Regions from separate parts of the Mus musculus genome. Here region 2 is linked to region 1. Evidence: chromatin contacts called from public HiChIP or PLAC-seq data. All regions are on one chromosome and are shown on one strand. The core of a region is the stretch at or near the end of the contact, and the rest is flanking DNA. Distances in the headings are between cores, read along the strand shown.

The links. HiChIP or PLAC-seq counts read pairs in DNA pulled down with a chosen protein or histone mark.
Region 2: an H3K27ac HiChIP or PLAC-seq map of large pre-B cells shows a contact between it and region 1, with 4 times the contacts expected there. The contact joins two enhancer-like sites.

The regions. Positions count from the first base shown.
Region 1 is chr3:139,309,331-139,315,575 of GRCm38.p6, reverse strand. All of the region lies in intron 9 of Stpg2 (sperm tail PG rich repeat containing 2), which reads right to left. Among named protein-coding and RNA genes, the nearest start is that of Gm24260, 110 kb to the left of the region's middle. Within about 2 kb of position 4,740, at least 8 of the 459 cell types and tissues checked have an H3K27ac peak or open chromatin away from gene starts, as enhancers often do.
Region 2 is chr3:139,663,233-139,669,669 of GRCm38.p6, reverse strand. The region is part of intron 12 of Stpg2 (sperm tail PG rich repeat containing 2); the gene reads right to left. Among named protein-coding and RNA genes, the nearest start is that of Gm32693, 110 kb to the left of the region's middle. Within about 2 kb of position 4,424, at least 6 of the 459 cell types and tissues checked have an H3K27ac peak or open chromatin away from gene starts, as enhancers often do.

The DNA.
Region 1 (6,245 bases), core at 3,491-5,990:
CAGGCAAAATGGAGGGGGGAGGGCAGATGTAGAATGATGGAGGTGGTGAAAGGGTAACTGGGAAGTGGGATAACATGGGATGAGGGGTTAGTGGAGGAGGTAACCAGGAGTGGGATATCATTTGAGATGTAAACAAATGGAATGATTAATAATAATTTAAAAGAGGGGGGAAAAGAGTACATAACTGCTCTTGCAAACCAAAATTTGGTTCCCAGCACTATTTTTTTCATCATTTTTTAATTAGATATTTTCTTCATTTACATTTCAAATGCTATCCCAAAAGTCCCCCAGACCTCCCCCCACTCCCCTATCCACCCACTCTCACTTCGTAGGCCTGGCTTTCCCCTGTACTGAGGCATATAATGTTTGCAAGACTAAGGGGTCTCTCTTCCCAATGATGGCCGACTAGGCCATCTTCTGCTACATAGGCAGCTAGAGGCACGAGCTCTGGGGGGTACTGGTTAGTTCATTATTGTTGTTCCACCTATAGGGTTGCAGACCCCTTAAGCTCCTTGGGTACTTTCTCTAGCTCCTCCATTGGGGGCCCTGTGATCCATCCAATAGCTGACTGTGAGCATCCACTTCTGTGTTTGCCAGGCACTGGCATAGCCTCACAAGAGACAGCTATATCAGGGTCCTTTCAGCAAAATCTTGTTGGCGTATGCAATGGTGTCAGCGTTTGGAGGCTGATTATGGGATGGATCCCCGAGTGTGGCAGTCTCTAGATGGTCCATCCTTTCGTCTCAGCTCCAAACTTTGTCTCTGTAACTCCTTCCATGGGTGTTTTGTTCCCAATTCTAAGAAGGGGCAAAGTGTCCACACTTTGGTCTTCCTTCTTCTTGAGTTTCATGCATTTAGCAAATTGTATCTTATATCTTGGGTATCCTAAGTTTCTGGACTAATATCCACTTATCAGTGAGTACATATTGTGTGAGTTCTTTGGTGATTGGGTTACCTCACTCAGGATGATGCCATCCAGGTCCATCCATTTGCCTAGGAATTTCATAAATTCATTCTTTTTAATAGCTGAGTAGTACTCCATTGTTTAAATGTACCACATTTTCTGTATCCATTCCTCTGTTGAGGGGCATCTGGGTTCTTTCCAGCTTCTGGCTATTATAAATAAGGCTGCTATGAACATAGTGGAGCATGTGTCCTTCTTACCGGTTGGGACATCTTCTGGATATATGCCCAGGAGAGGTATTGCTGGATCCTCCGGTAGTACTATGTCCAATTTTCTGAGGAACCGCCAGACTGATTTCCAGAGTGGTTGTACAAGCCTGCAATCCCACCAACAACGGAGGAGTGTTCCTCTTTCTCCACATCCTTGCCAGCATCTGCTGTCACCTGAATTTTTTATCTTAGCCATTCTGACTGGTGTGAGGTGGAATCTCAGGGTTGTTTTGATTTGTATTTCCCTGATGATTAAGAATCCCAGCACTAATTTTTAATGGATCACAGCAACAAGGGGGACAAAAAGAGGGGCAAGCAGAGAGAGAGAGAAATAGAACAAAACTTTTAAAAAAGAAACCAAATCCCAATGAATGCTGGAGAGGCCGCAGGCAAAAGTAAAGAGCCCTTATAAACTATTTTTGGGAGTAAACAACTACTATGGCCACTATGAAAATCACTATAAATACTCTTTCAAATAACTAAAAATGCAATCTCCATATGACCCACTTGTAGCTATATAGTCCACAGTATATGTGCAAAGGACTCACAGTAAGCATGCCAACAGAAGTCCTAACACAACAGTATTTAATGCAGCCCTATACTTGAGTTATGGAATCACCTAAAATAACCATCAACAGATGAATGAAGAATATATGCTTGAGCTGACAATGTCCCCCACAAGAACCATAGGCTAACAAAAACCCAATGCCATGCATGAGAAAGACTTTTGAACATTTGAGCAATGCCATGCAAGTGACTCCCTAGATAACAAACACTACTGATAAGGCCTTTGGTTGCTTCTCAGAGGTTGAAGGTAAGCTCTGATTGCTGAAGTCACTGATCAGTTGGGACACCAAGCCTGAAAGGCTGCTCCCTTCAGTCCAGCTTACATGATACCAGAAAATCCTGTACAGGCTGCCGAGGGAGGGAAGCAACTAGAGGTCTTACCCAGATGTGATACCTGTGAAGCACCTGCTGGCCAGCACAGCCAGGTGCAGTCAAAACCATGCACATCTTGGTAGGAATCCACAGCTACCGTGTTGGATGTAAGGCCCACTCGAGAGCTGGGAAATCATGCCTAGAACTAAAACCTAACCAATATCCAGGGCTGGCAAAGTCACTGGAAACTTGTCAACTATTTCTACTTTACTAGACCCCATAATTCCTTACTGCACTCTAATCTTACCCTCACACCCACAGATAAGTGTGACTATCACACCTGATTGAAGAATTGTCTCTTCACAGCAAAGAGTGCACCACAGAAGGCCACAACTGGATACAATGCAGTCATCAATGATATAGCTACGTCACAGCTCATGAAGCTATGGTCTAAGGAACACCATGAAAGGAGGTACACCAAGACTGTAGGGGCTAGAATATGAGGGAGTCAGCTGTGAGACGCTCTCTCCTAGAAATAGCTACATAAACAACAGGATCAATGACAATGTCAGTAGACTAGCTAACATGGAGGGACAATATTGTAGGGCTCCCCCTCTATACAATGAACTATAGACAATCAATGACTGCTGGGAGAGAGAGATTGGACTCTCTCCCAAGGATGAGGCCCTTAAGAGTTTTCCAATAACAAGTGGGCAATCCTGAAACCATATATGCACAAACAACAAAACTAGTCTCAAGAGATTGTACTTAAATGTGTGCATGTGATAAATATATATCAATAATAATCATGATTAAAGAAAAGGTTACTACTAATTTGAGAGTGTGAATCACTGGTAGGCTGTAGGAAGGGTACCTGGGATGGCTGTAGATCTCCTTTCTACCATACACCTGCTAGGCCCATGAAACAAGTGCTGCATGCTTTCTCTCACAGTTATGAACTAAAGTTCATTTTTAAAACAAGACCTGAACTCTATGGATCAGCATAATGAAGTGTGTGAGAGTGTGTGTGTGTGTGTGTGTGTGTGTGTGTGTGTGTGTGTTTCTTGTGGTTTTTTATTCTGATTTTTCTGGGTATCTCTTGTTGATGTATACATGTTTGCTTGCTTCATAAAGAGAAAGTAAGAAAAGGCACAGAATTGAGTGTGTTGGAAGGTGAGAGGATCTGTGAGGGGCTGAGGGAAGAGAAGCCATGATTGGACTATATTGTATGGATAGAATTTGTCAATGAAAAAAGAAAAATTAAATAATAACTCAATAGCTTCACTTAGAAAAAATTAAAAATTGCAGATTCTCCTAACAGAAAATGTATGCACCCAAACACGAAGAGGAGCAGAAGGTGCAGCAGGTCCAGACTATGACAAACCATCCAACGCATGTGTGTACTTGGATCCCAGGAGCAGGAAAGGATACGGCATAAGAAATATATGAAGAAACCACAGACAAGAATTATTTCAAGTGGACAACACACAGCAAGCAAAGATGGAACAGCTCTGCAAATTTCAGACAGATGTACTGAAGAGAAAGCAACACTTAGTCATACCAAAGATACAAGTGAGAGACACAAAAGCATCCACTCGGTTCACAGGAAAATCCATCTGTAGCACAGCCCACTTCTCACTGGAAGCCACACAGTGGCATCATTAAAGTACTGAAAATAACTAGCACCCTAAAATTTTACATCCAAAGAGTTATTCAAAATCTATACAAAATAGGCCTTTTCAAACAAACCAAGCCTACAATAACACAGCAGCAGCAGAGGCAAACAAGAAGCAGCACAAGGTGCCTGTCTTTCAGGGAGGCATTGAAAACTCCAGTCCATAGCCTGAAAATGCAGAAAGAAGTGAATTTCCTGGTAATGGTATACCCGTGAATTCAGGTGATGCACAGCAACAATATTCAGAGTTTAAAACATACTATCTAGAATGTGATAATATATCAAAATGGCATGAAAGTGCTCTAAGTTAGGGTTGTTGGAGACATGGTGAGACTAGTTGTTTTTATTGGCTGGCAATGATCAAAGGATGCCCCTGGGACTCTGATGGGAAAACATGAAGCGGAACTAAAACCAATGAACTAATGGTACATTTTACACAAAGCACAGCAAAACTTTCTAAAAACTACTGAAATTCATGAGAGGTCCCTCAAAACCACTAGGGTAGGCTTGATGTACTATTTTCATAATCAGAATTAAAATAGGGTATATATCAAACTGAATCTTTATCAAAGAAGAAATATGTGAAAAGATATGAGGAAAATGTTTGAGATGAAGTTTACAAATCAAAAAGCATCTGCCAATCAAAAGACTAAAAACCCGTAGAGCAGTCACAGGTAGATTAACTTTGTTCATTTCTCAACTCTTTAACAAACTGCTGAATTTAATGGAAATAAGTTGACAGCAACCAGATAGCTATCGTGACGACCTTCAGATACCCTGTGTGTGTGTGGGGGGGGGGGGGGGACCTTTGAGAAAAAAAATCAATAAAATAAAAATGTCTATAAATGATATCCTGCTCCAAGTTGGCAAGTACGGCTAGTTTTAGGTACTAACAGAAGAGTCAAGGCTCCTGAGCTGGAGACAAAAGGTTTTACCCATCCTGACACAGCCCTCAGCAGCAGACGGTGACAACTCTCCTTGCTCAGAGGGCACCATGGAGAGCAGAAGGGTGGGGCCATTAGATACCAGCAAACCGCAGCTTCCTTGTGGGCAAAAGCAGGTGTATAAGGGACCTAAGTCTTTTAGGATGGGCAGCTAGCATGAGCTCTGCTTGAGGCAAGGGTAGAAGAGCTTTAAACGTTGCTTGCTACAAAATAATACTGAAAAGGGAACTGTGAAAAAATGTGCAAAAGCAATAAAACATTTACATAGAAAACAAATGCTGAAGGTGTCTGCTTAGAAAACAAATCTGTAAAAATACGCTTCAAAAATTTAGAAAGCTGAAAACATAATGTTTAATCATATGTTTTATGTACAATAAAATGCAAATTTTAATTCGGAGCACTGAATTAAACGTGTAATTCCTGCCTTTAAATTCTCAAACATATCATATAGTGGTTTGCTTCCCTGCCAGTGCTGATGCCTCGTCTTAATCATACCACCCAGAGTCAACACTTGCAAAATCTGATTCCAGCTTAATTGCTTCAAGCTATGACCAGAGCATCAAGATTTTAAAACGTCCTTAGACACTGCAATGACAACCAGCTTAGGAAACCATTCCTGCAAACAGTCAGCCATTTCACATTGTAATACTCTGAATTTGGGACATAGTGTTTTAAAGTCAGTTATAAAAATAAAAATGGGATGTAAGGTTTCACTTGTTTCTGGGTTATTTATGCCTTCCATTTCCCAAGCATCATCAATAAACATAAATCCTGAGTGATGAGAAACAATGTCACTTGTGGCCAAGGAGGTGGCTAAGCAGGGAAAGGATCAGCTGGCAAGGCTGAGGCTCAAGTTCATCTCAAGAACCTATATGGTAAAGGTAGAAAGCTGACCTTTGCAAGTTATGCTCTGGCCCTCACAGATATCACATGGCATGTGAACACACACACATACACACACACACACACACACACACACACACACACTGTTTTAAATGCTGTTGTGTAACCCAGTACCATTTCTAGTGAGTTTATAATAAAAATTCTCATAAAATATACTATAGTTATATAATTATATTATATATACTTCTGCATAATCTATAATACTATATAATTACATATTATATATTATAAAACTATATTGCATAAGCCTGTCTTAAACCAAAACCTAATTAATAAACTAATTCCTCCACTGAATCAAAATCTCAAGCTCCCATTCTTAACTACTGGTCCCTACTGCTTGCCTTACCCACAAAGAACATTCTCCTTGTTAGAACACTTACCATTTTTAAACTGGCCATCTGGTTAACTCTCCCTAAATCTCAACTATTCTGTAGCAAATATGCCCATTGCTTTGTCTGAAGCTCTGAGCCTTCACTTTCCCGACTACTTTTCCTTGAACATAACTTTAGTGCAGACTTTTATCAAACATGATGTTTGTGATCTCTAGAACTTCAGTTTGTATGGATTTTTATTTTGGTTTGGATTTTTTTTTCTTCTGCTGTAATTCATCTGCTGACTGTGATCAGTCTTCTACTTTTTATGACACATAGAATATTGTAATAAGAAGAGCT
Region 2 (6,437 bases), core at 3,175-5,674, 350 kb before region 1:
CTTAATGAGGACGTGTGGTAGTGAGTACGAGAAACTCTGAAATGGGAGTGTCAGTGTTACTAACAAGGCTTTTATGGCGATAAACCTGGACTTGCAGTTTAGTGTGTTTACAGACCTAGCAAACTAACACACTGCCATAGCTTACCACAGTTTTGTCACATTTTCACTGAATGGAAAGTTTCATCCACTTTTAGGGGAGAAAGCAGTAGTTAGTGTTTCAAATTAGAGAATCTCAACAGAAAGATGGGTTTCAGGTACCACCTGTTATTAAATTGAACTAATTCTGAAAACAGGAACAGTGACTTATGCATGTTACCAAGTGCCAAAAATCAGTCAATGCAATCAAAGATTGAGGGGGAGTGAAAGTCTTATCAGCAGCAGGATTGGTTGATTAATTCCTGTCAGAGTCAAAGTTGCAGTTGCATCAATACATTACACCTTGCTATTAGAGAGTTAACACTGGAAAACCTCTTCAACAAGCCACCTCAAACATCTCAGCTGATAACACTTCATGAGACCATGGGGACTATAAGAAATCAAGGAGAGAAGAATGCAAGTTCTAAATTCTAATCATCTTGGGCTCATAAAATTTTCATATCATGTGTCCACTACACCTGCTGCACAGCATAGATACAAGTCTGGGGATAGTGACCTAGAATATTTAGAGTCTGTAAGGCAGAGAAACAAAACTTATACCTCCAATATCCAAGGTTCCACACATCTCTACAAAGCATCATTATTCTCAACTAAGTCCAATGACGGAGCTACACAGATTATTACTGCATTACAAATACACTTGAAAAACATAACCAGAAAAGCCCTGATTGTGAGTTCTATGTCTGGATAAGACATGGAACTGGTAATTTACAATAATTGCTTATATCTCAAGACACTGGAGTGCTCTTATATAATGACTGGATAAATTAATTTCCCGATGAACTTTACCTACCTAAGTGATTGCTGATGGATTATTTCTTAAGAGTTTTGTGTGTGTGTGTGTGTGTGTTCTGAGAGAGCATGGTGACGAGAGATACTTTGCTGAAAGAAGGATAAAGTTATTAGGTGTGTAGCACAAATGTAGTGTGACATGTGACTATTAAAAAAGCCAGCACAGATGTAATGTAACACATGACTATTAGAAAAGCCATAAATGTATTCTGTTAACCATGGGTCAAATTTACACAGCTAAGTGGTCAAAGATGAAGGTGGGGCTGAAGGGCAGCATGAAACTGTTTGCATTGTGTGTGTTTATGAATCAAAGTGCTGTTAAGAGTCCACTGCATGCATTTACTTGACATCCTTCTGAGATTGTGTACAATCCAAACCTAAAGTTGATCTCACATACTCTTTCAGAGGAAGGGAGACAAATGTCTTTCCGACTCTGATTCAGAAGGTCCAATGGGGCATGCCCAAGAAACAGAGATAGACCAAAGTGAATTGTCACAAGTAAACCAGAAACCAAGACCATCTTCCTGTGTCTTGGACTGGCCCAAAATGATTAGACTCTCAAGGGAAAACCCTCCCCTCACCAGATAAATCACAGCAGTGAAGCTTTTACAATTGTTCTATACGCACGATCTGGCATACAATCAGAAGGTACTAGTCATGCAAAGAGGCAGGAAAATATAACCATCCATCAAGACGAGAACTGTGCAATACAAGCGGATGAACAAATGACCCAGAGATGGAAGTTATCCAAGGAGAACGCTAAAATAACTAAGATCAATATGTTATTAAGAGTTAAGGTAAAGATTGACAAATTTGATGGAAAGAATGAAAACTATAGGTAGTAGTCACCATAAATAACCCTCAAGTAGACATGTATAATTTTTTAAAAATTACAATATTGAAAACACGCAACTTAGTTCGATAAAGCTAGGAGTGAACTCGACAGAAGGAAACAGAATGAATGAACTATGAAAATGGTCAGTAAAAACGGAAAACAGAAACAGAAAAAACACAGAAAGAATACAATAGAGTGTGGAGGCAAGAGGTACAGGGGTGTTCTAGCATGCAATCGCAGCGTTTCACATCAAAGATATATTTGAACCAATAGTGAACCATGTTTTTCTGGAACTTTAAAGTATCAATCCACATACTCCAGAATCTCACAAAATGAATGGGGGATAAATAAAATGAAGTCCACGGCGGGGACCAAAGGGTTCCATTCATGCGGTAACTGTAAAAGTGATGGCTGACTCATCCTCAGAAATTCTCAAGTCAGTATGAAATGTGCTAAGTGCTAGGAGACTTTAAGGAACTTATAAACAATGGAAGTCTTTGCAGATTTTAGAAGTGAAACGTCCTCCTGAGATTGTGATGAAAATATTGTTATCAGCTAAAATCGGCAAGGGCTGAGTACGCAGCACTACAGGGAACTTTTCAGGCTGAATGAAAAGTGATTCCAGACCAAGAATAAAAAGGATGATATTTTAGATAGCCAGCAAAAAGTACTTGTTGATTAAAAGAAATATCTCTCGTGTCTTAGGATGTACAACATGGGTGGTGGAGGATATCATCATAGCATAAAGCCAGGAGTGACGCTAAGCTAGTTCATGGTTTTGGTATTGAACTTGAATGTAAAAAGGTCAGCAGTGCTTTTGAAATCTCAAGGATGAGCCATGAAGTGGAACACATACAAATAAGTAAATATAGCCACTTTTAACTAATGGTAAAGATGAAAGAATAGGGAAAATATTCTTGATTATTCAGTTAGTAAGGAAAGATAATAAATAAAAATAACAAATGTACATGGAACACATGGACATGTATCACAAAACAACATGTTATATGAAAAAATCTAAAATACTAAAATATACAATAAATACAGAACTTATCAGAGTATCTAAAAATACCAAACATACACTATTTATAAAGAAAAAAATGTGTCTTAGAATTATGAAAACACAGAATAGAAAACAAAAACAATGGAGTAAATGGTCCCAAACATGAGTTAAAGGGAAAACACTGTTCAATAAGCAAGAAGACTTTTAAGATAAAAAAAAAATGTCTAGGATCTAAAGTAGAATAATTTAAACGATGAATCAGTAATATTAACATGAAAATAAAGCAAGCTTTAGTCGTTACTTAGTTATTACAAGTTCCAAAACTACAAAATATAATACTTATTAAAAATAGGGAGAGATGTGTCCACTTGTTATCACAGTAGAGTTTTATATTCCTCTCTTCCAGAGACATTTGTATTTGGTAGACCCTATAGATTATAAACTAGTATCAAAGAAAAATGAAATTGCCTGAAATGCCAGCTTGATGTAAGTGAAATATATAAAACAGGTTATAAACCCAATGTAACAATTATCTAGTATAAGCACAACCAACACTGGCCAAAATGTATTACTCGAGGATCACTGACAATGAAAAGACAATAAGAAAAATGAAATAAAAAACAGTTACTGATTATATGATTATCTTTCAACATAATAAAAGAATGTGAGTGGGCAGATACTGTTTAACAGGTAAATTAAAGAAAACACTGTTGCTGACACAGAAAGAAAGCTATTCAAAGCATGTTACATCTTGAAGTCTGCAAGTCAATTATGTGTGGGAGAGGGTTTGAGATTGGACTGGAGTAACCATGCAGGCAGTCACCCTGCATGACTTGTAACATTTCTGGGGTATCTTTTTTTTCCAATTCTAAGACTGTACAGAAAAAAAAAATCAACAAGATGTCAGAGAAAAATCAAACTAATAGTTGAAATGTTTCAAACTAATAACATTTAGAAATTGGATTAGAAACACATCGGTCATAGATAGTCACTGCAGTAATGTGGGTGACAATAGTAGTCTTGCAGAGCAAGTGAGAAAGAACACGGGGAAGACGTTTCATGGCAAGTGAGAACAGCAGTAGTGAATTTATACTACTAGCTGATCTGCATAAACAACTATGGCAAGACAGATGGACAATGAGCAGGATGTAAGAGGAGCTGAAGCTAGTTCAAGTAGGGCAGAATTATCTGTCTTTGAGGCATGCCTGAAAATCTGTAGATGGAATAATTAGCAAAAATCAATAGAGTCTATACAAACATGAAGAATATTCAAAATGGATCAATGGACATTGCATTTATCAGCAGTTGAAGCAGTCATCATAGTTGTATGAGAATTCTAGAGAGGAGACACTGAGAAGAGAATAAAGGATAGAGGATAAAAAGAACCCAGATCCTATGTTTAAAACAAAAGTTACATGCTCCACTAAAAGATCAAGGGCTCAATGGAAGAACGCTCACCCAACATGGCCAAGACTCTGCGTTCCAGCTTCAGCATTAAAAATAAATGGTTTTAAGAGTAAATTTTATCTTATGTGTATTTTAGCACAATATAATGACTTAGAAGGAAAACAGTAATTTTCACTATACTTTCACTTTCACTTCTATGAACCTATACAAACACCCAAGCAATTATGCGAATGACTTCAGCTGGTTGTCCTCCCTCTCACTTATGAGATCATCACACAGCACAGACTCAGTCCTACAAGGTCTCCACCCTCCCCAAATTAGATGTCATTTGCAAATCCAGGCTATGTTCTGTACTTCTGACTTCATGACTATAAGTCAGTGTTACCTTGACCCCTGTATATAGTCTATAAATTTATTAGAGTCACTCTTAAAACTTGGGGAACATACTTTAGTTGAGTTTACCCTAAAGAATATGAAAAGGGGGCTCAAGCACTTCCAGATGAAAGAGATGTATGACAGAGGGGAGGGAGGTGGAGGGAAGAAGAGAAGAGGAGAGAAGAGCTTACTTTTTATCACCAGGCACACCATTCTACATATGTTTACATGTAGAACCATCCAGAAGCCCACCAGAGTCCTGCTCTTCTGAGGTATTACAGAGGCTTCCTTATGTAGCCACAAATTGAAGGCTATTGGTGAACAATTCAAACACTACTGATTACCCATTTCCTAGAATCTGGGGTAGATCTGAAGTGCCCAGCTCTAATTATGTCTTAACCTTTATAATTAGCCTTTATCTTGCAAGTCTTGTGGTACCCATTACTACCTATATTTTAACTAGTGTGTCATAGACACATCTCACTCTAGAAAGTCCTAGGTTCAAGAATCAATATGCCAAGCAGCAATACAAAGGCTGTACTCTAAGTCTCAGAATCACAAAGCCAATTAAAACTACCTTCAAAATGTAATCCTAACACACTTGTGAAGGAGATAAAATGTCCCAACATTCAAAGAAAAGAAAAGCAGATTTAGAAAGGTTATATTAAAAAACAAAACAAAACAAAACAAAATCGTTAGTCTTCCAGCCAACAATGAAATCAAGAGACCTACAAAATAAGCAGGCTCTTGAAGAAAATAAAGCATGTATGTGGGTCATGATCTCCCAAAAGTGAACGAGACATGACTAATATATGTTATGAGGACTTAATGCTATAAATTGAGCTGCACATCTGTTTTGTTTTGTTGTAGAACACTTTCAGAGATGAAAACATTACTTAAAGGAATTTACATGTCTGTAAATCATGAGTTTAGTAAATCCATGTGGTCGCATTATTATTAATAGTTATGGATATTACTAGCAAGTCATATATCCTTCTGGCTTTTCAGATTTAGGGTCCTGTATACAGAAATGTACAACCATCTGGGACAGACCACTCGGGAATTTTTAGCAAGATATAAAATTGAATTTTCACAGAAAGTCAACCTCATTGTAGAGACCACATTCCAAGTAAATGAGAAAGGACACAGCCATGCATTCGTGGGTTTTCAGAAAGGAACAGTAGCAAAGGGGATTGAAAGAAGAAACAACTGGAAAGTAATCACCCCATAAAAAGTCAACCAGGGGCTCTGGGGTAGTAAATCTGTAGTAAAGTTGTGGGAGCAATTTAAAGCAGGAACCTAGGAGGGAATGCTGCTCGGTAACGTTCAAGTATGGGATTTTAAGGCAATACTAAGATATGAAAATCTTGGGAGTCATGTCCTTTTCTTTTCCTAACATCTGAGATCTCCTTACTTCTCCGGTCATTGACTATGAACCTTACTTGCTAGCAAAGCACATTAGCAAATGTATTTTTTCTTTCATAAACTTAATGAGCAAGTACATAATTTTATTGTATTCTAAATTTGAAATACTGAATTAAATTTTCTTCTCTATTATTCTTAAATTAATGTATAATACTTTTAGACTGATTAAAGACATTGCTCTGAAAGTCACTCTAGTATTAATTAACATATACCATGAAAAGGGGGCATGGGTGGGAGTGGAGATTATAAATAAAATTAAGCCAACCAAGCCATTTCATTGTTCAGGATTTGCTTCAAGTGTACCCTGAGAAATTCCAAAGTTCTTTAGAGTACCCCTGATATACTTCCATGTAATCCACAGTGCAATAAAATTAGATTAGGGGAAAATACCATGTTCTAAGGTCAGTTATTAACCAATGAATTAAGTATTTCTGTCTTTAGTTA